Regions from separate parts of the Ovis canadensis genome. Here region 2 is linked to region 1. A link is a contact called in public Hi-C data. All regions are on one chromosome and are shown on one strand. Each heading gives the region's core, a stretch centred on a gene start, on an enhancer-like site or on the middle of the called end of the contact. The rest is flanking DNA. Distances are from core to core; before and after follow the strand shown.

Region 1 (2,899 bases), core at 388-2,887:
CCCTTCGGGTGGGCATCGAGAAGCTTCACAACAGCACTGGGTCTGATGAATGAACTTGACTGGGCCAGGAGCTCCATGTCCTGATGGTGGGGGCCTGAAGAGCCTGGTTCTACTGCCACCCAGCCCAGACCTAGAGATTTGATGCCCTCAGAGCCTGCACCCCAAGAGGGGATTCAGGACACCCCAAGCCCCAGAGATGGGTAAAGGCACCCGAATTTCAGAGCAGTTTGGCTGGGAGGAAGCGGTTCTGGGGGTCCCTCGAGTGCAGCCAGCACGGACTGTGGCTGTGCCCTCCCAGATGACTGCAGGGGGACCAGGGCAGGTGGGTGGGGGCGGCCAGAGACTGTTCCTCACCCAGAACCTGTGGCCAAGTCCTGCCAACCACGGGGCTGTGGATGCCCCCCAAATGCTTGCACTGGCCTGAAATCCACCTGGAGCTCGAGAATGCTAATAGCCTGGGAGCGGAGCCCTGCCAGCACCCTTCTAGGAGACTACTGAGGGCCAGGTGCAGAGGCAGGGAGCCCAAGTGAGGGCAACTGCAGGGTGGAAGCCTCAGAAGGAATCTGCTTAATCCATCAGCCCCCATGTGCCCACACCTGGCCTCCCCGGGCCTGGGGGTGGAGACTCATAAAGTGTGATCTAAATCTTCCAAGTCCCAAGGAGGAGGCTCCAAGCCTGGCGGACTGAACGGGGGAGGGGACGTGGGAAGAGGCCACTGCGCAGCCCCTCGGTATGGTTTCCAAGCCAGTGGGACACAGCTGATACTGGGCGGGGGGGAAGCGCAGGATAAGGTGGTGGGGCTACATCCGAGCCTGCGAATTGTGTGGGACACCTCATCAGGTTCAGGACGAGGACAAGGGTGGCAAGGCAAGGCTGGCCGTCCTGGGGGTGGAAGGGAACAGGAAATAGGGCCAAGGTCCATGCTTAGTGGAGGGTTGGGGGTCGGTTCCCTTGTTCCTCAACATCCTCAACGAAGCAAACTCGAAACCACCAGCTTTCCGGGGCGCCCACACTCCGCAGCTCCGTCCTTTTCTCTGTTGTGGGTGCGCACCTCCCACCCCCGCCACTCCCACTGGGAACGCACGCGGGATGCCCAGCTCTGGGCGGCTGCGACTGCTGTCCCATCCGCCTCAGGGGCCTCTTTGGGGCTGCACGTAGTCGGGGACAGGGCTTCGGCCAGGTAAGCCGCCAACCTCCGAGGGTTCCTGCGACTGCGGCGGGCTCCCGGCGCACGCAGCCCAGGAGGGACCCAGCGCGGCTCTCCCAGATCCGGGTGGGCACGCGTCAGACACTCAGCCTACGACCCAGCCTCAGCTTTCCCGCCCAGGAAATGGGTCCAGGGCGTCCGGGTTCCCGCAGGCGCCCTGATGGGGTCTCCCCGGGCCGCGGGAGCCCGCCTCCCGGCCGCACACTCACCACTCCCAGGCTGAGGTCCTCCGCGTGGGGCGCGGGCGCCGCGTAGCCCCCACGAGCGGCCAGCGCGAGCAGCAGCAGCGGCAGCGGCGGGACCCCGGCCCGGGGAAACGGCGGGCCGGGTCCCCGGGCGGCGCGGCTCCGCATCGCGCTCAAAGGGCGGGCGGCGCAGCGGTGGCAGTTCCCCGGCGCCCGTGCGCCCCGCGCCCGCGCCCGGCTCCCGGCCCGACTGAGCCCAGCGCCGCCTCCCAGCGGCGGGGCGGGACATGCTAATATATGCTAATGACCGCCGGCGGCGCTCGCCCCGCCCCTCCTTAAAGGGTCCGCGTCCCGCTCCAGCCAGAGTCCCGCGCCCCCGAGAGGATGCTCAGATTCCGCACACGCCCCCGCCCGGCGAATCCACACGGGCACCTTGGCTGTGGCGGCCCGAAGGAAGGCACTTCTCAAGTGTCCCCAGACGGCCCCGGGGGAAGCGGAGGCCTGCTGGCGGGAGCACAGAGTCCGGAGCTCGGGGCCGCCCGCCGGGGGACGGACCCGTCCTCTCCCTTCAGACCGCGCGAACGCGGACCTCGAGCTGAGCACGGATTCGCGGTCACTGGTGGGGACCCGGAGCGGCAGCCGCACAGCGCCCGGCGAACGCTTGGGGGAGCCTTTGCACCGTGGTAGAAAGGAGGTGGGGGCTGGGTGGGCTTGAGCGGTGGGGGTCGGGTGAGGGGCGAGGTGCGAGAGTGGGAGGGGTCGGCGTAGGGGTGGGCACCGAGAGGGGGTCGGGGGGTGGGCGAGGGGGAGGAGCCGGGTTGCGGTGAAGCTAGGGCGGGGGGATCTTGGGAGGGGCTGGGATGAGAGCTGGGGCGGTGGGACCGACTCTGGTGGGGTCTGGGAGCTACTGGGGGTCAGCGAAGACCCGGGGTTGCGCTTATTGAGGATGTGGGGAGGGCAATGTTAGTAGCTGAAGTCTGCTGAGAGGTTAGTGTGTGCCGTGCACTAGTTAATCGCCTACCGTATATACCCGTTTACTTCTCACAACATCTTTCGAGATAGAAACTATCATTCCATTTTTCAAATGAGGAAACTGAGGCCTCAGAGGAATAAACTAACTTGTGGGAGGTCACAGAGCCAAAGGATCAAAGGATCCCCAGGGCATGTGGGGGCCAAGGTTCCAATGTAAATATCCCTACACCTCAGTTACAATTCCTACAACCTCTCCCCTCCCACGCCCCACCCCCACTCTCAGCTCCTGCTGTCGATTGTGGTCCAGTTCTAGAGGCCCAGGCACTTCTGAACCCACGTCCCCCAGTCTGAGGGAAGCGGTGGCCCCTCCACTGAAGTGTGGTCTGGGTTTCAGGGCAGAGTCCCCTCCCTACTGGCTCCCCTCTGGGAAGGTCTTGCTTATCCTACTCCCCGCCAACCCTCACCCTTACTCTCAGAGCCTCAGTGGCCTGTTCTGGAGCATGGAGACTCTGCACCTGCTCAGAAGACCATTATA
Region 2 (2,754 bases), core at 59-2,558, 990 kb after region 1:
CATCCTTTTGCTTCTGTTTCCTAGCATCTCTTTGAGTGACATCACCAATTCTGTGACTGTGATGATAAGAAGAGACGCGTGTTCTACATTCCCCTGCTCCCATACAGGCCAAGCTTTTCTGGGGTTCCTGTCTGTGCTCTTTGCTTGAAGGCAGAGCATTCTGAGCCTCAAGTTGGAAGGGCCTGCATCCCTGAAACTCCTCATGGAAGAGCATCACCAACCCTTATCTAGGCTTTTCCACGGGAAAGAAAGAAAAAATTTCTTGTGTGAGTTTTTTTTAAACTTTTTATTTCATATTGGAGAGTATAGCAAAGCTGTAATAGATAGATTCAGGTGAACAGCAAAGCCACTCGGCCATATATATACCTGTACCCATTCCCCCCCAGACTCCCTTCCCATCCAGCCTGCCACATCACATCGAGCAGAGTTCCCTGTGCTATACAGCAAGTCCTGGCTGGTTGCGGTGTATGTGTATGTGTGTTCAGTTGTGTCCGATTCTTTGTGATCCCCTGGACTGTAGCCCACCAGGCTCCTCCACCCATGGGATTTTCCAGGTAAGAATACTGGAATAGGTTGCCGTTCCCTCCTTCAGGAGATCTGCCCTATCCAGGGATCAAAACTGCATCTCCTGCACTGGCAGGCATATTCTTTCCCACTGAGCCGCTGGGAAGCCCCTTTGTTGGTTATCTATTTTAGATATAGCCATGTGTACATATCCATCCCAAACACCCTAACTATCCTTTCCCTCCACTCACCCCAGCAACCATAAATTTCTTCTCTAAGTCTGTGAGTCTGTTTCTGTTTCACAAATAAGTTCATTTTATCATTTCTGTTCGATTCTGCATATAACAGATGTCATACGGTATTTCTCAGAAAGAAAATTTCTTAATTGTTTTGGAGGAATTTGTCATTATACATGAATGTGGTAGGCAGTGACATCATACCTACTCTGGAGCCTGAAGAGGACAAATCCTCTACTTCCCCACCACGGCAGGTTCATGGGAAGTCTGTGAGTATGGTCTTCTTCCCTGGCCTCCACATCCTGGGGAACAAAGCCCACTGCAGGTTCACACCCTGGGCTTGCTGCCTTTCCTGCAAGCCAGCCTCCCCAAGCCCCCTTAGTCAGTTCTATTTTCCAAGCCCCACCCTTCATCGCCCCAGTGACTCTGATCCCTCAACATCCTTTTCAAAACTTTCCTTTTTGCACAAGAGAGCCAGGGGCGGTCTCTGGCTTCCCACCAAGACCCCTGACTAATATGCTTGATATCAGCAGGGGAAAAATGTTTACACATACTTTGTCTGTTGTCAGCCAAGCCGGCCACCCCTCCTCCCCGCAACTCGATGGGATGCTGAGGCCAAGCGGCACGCCCTTGGCAGGAACACAGGCTTATAAATTTACAACAGTCCAAACAGCCTGGCCTGGTCATCATTTGGCCACGAAGTGCGTGTTGGCAGAGAAGCGCCAGTGAAGGCGTTGCTGAATTCCATGAGCAGCGTCTGATTTCTGAGTGTCAGTGATAGGACCTGATTCCACTAGGAGAAAGGTCAGGGGAGCTCACACCGCCACTCTGAAGATGGCAGGCATGGAGGTGAGCCTTGGTGACCCCTTGACGGCCAGTTTGGTTCCAGTTTTGTTACATGAATCACCCTGCGATGGTGTTACCGACATGAGTCTGGAGGCAGTGTGGATGACCCCTCGCCCCACCAGCTGGTTCTCCTCCTGCCCCTCAGCCCCTGATCGGAAAGACAGCCTTGCTGTTGTTGCTGTTTACTCTTTGCAACCCCGTGGACTGTAGCCCGCCAGGCTCCTCTGTCCATGGGATTTCCCAGGGGCAAAAATACTGGAGTGGGTTGCCGTTTCCTCCTCCAGCGGATCTTCCCAACCCAGGGATCAAACGTGGATCTCCTGCATTGCAGGTGGATTCTTTACCGCTGAGCCACCCGGAAGCCCAAAAGACAGCCTGGTTCTGTGTCAGATAAGACAATGCCAACTTCAGGAACAAGCAAATCCAGAATCGCCGATGCCCACCCACCACTTCTCGCTCACACAGACCCCAGATTGTGGTCATACTCACACAGATCTCTGTGTGGTGACCAGGACCAGGGCACCTTCAACCAACTGACCTCTCTCAAGCCAGCAGGCGGGCCCTCGAGGAAACGGCTGCTGCTGAGGGGTGATTCCCAGGTCAAGACTGGAAGCATCACGTTCGATCCACTCACTTCCATCAGCCACACCCACATGCGTGGGAAGCCCTGTGGCCGCCGAAGGACAGGAAACCCTGGGCCCCCGAAGAAAGGAGAGACAGGACCAGCAGCACTCCCACTCCATGGACCCCCAGTCACTCCCCGGCCACCCAGCCTAAGCAGCATGTGTCCCACAGGACCAGCAGCACTCCCGCTCCATGGACCCCCAGTCACTCCCCGGCCACCCAGCCTAAGGAGCATGTGTCCGACAGGACCAGCAGCACTCCCGCTCTGCAGACGCCCAGTCACTCCCCGGCCACGCAGCCTAAGCAGCATGTGTCCCACAGGACCAGCACGTTCATGGCCACCTGCCTTACACCCCGGAGCCAAGTCCAGGACAGGATGAGAAATGTATGACCCCAACTGATGGCTCTGATTTCAGCGCAGGGAAATATACAAGCCTTTTTTTTTTTTCTTAGATGCCAGAGGATGAGCCACTGGGATGCTCACACAATGGTGTCCACCTCGATCAACCACACCCTCAGGGAAGCCAGCTGACCCCTCACTGCC

The links. Hi-C and Micro-C count contacts between places; a contact is called where the count stands out from the background.
Region 2: a contact with region 1 is called in a Hi-C map of lung, with 6 times the contacts expected there. The contact joins the enhancer-like site here to the promoter of MMP17 in region 1. A contact is called at or near these places in 2 of 2 Hi-C or Micro-C datasets (fibroblasts and lung).

The regions. Positions count from the first base shown.
Region 1 is chr17:55,642,976-55,645,874 of ARS-UI_OviCan_v2, forward strand. It overlaps MMP17 (matrix metallopeptidase 17), which reads right to left and starts at 1,638. Exons shown (of 10, transcript XM_069556607.1): 1 at 1,417-1,638. The coding sequence starts at 1,560.
Region 2 is chr17:56,636,168-56,638,921 of ARS-UI_OviCan_v2, forward strand. No RefSeq gene overlaps it. Among named protein-coding and RNA genes, the nearest start is that of ADGRD1, 37 kb to the left of the region's middle. Within about 2 kb of position 1,309, the one cell type or tissue checked has open chromatin away from gene starts, as enhancers often do. A contact at or near this core is called in fibroblasts, where this site is marked.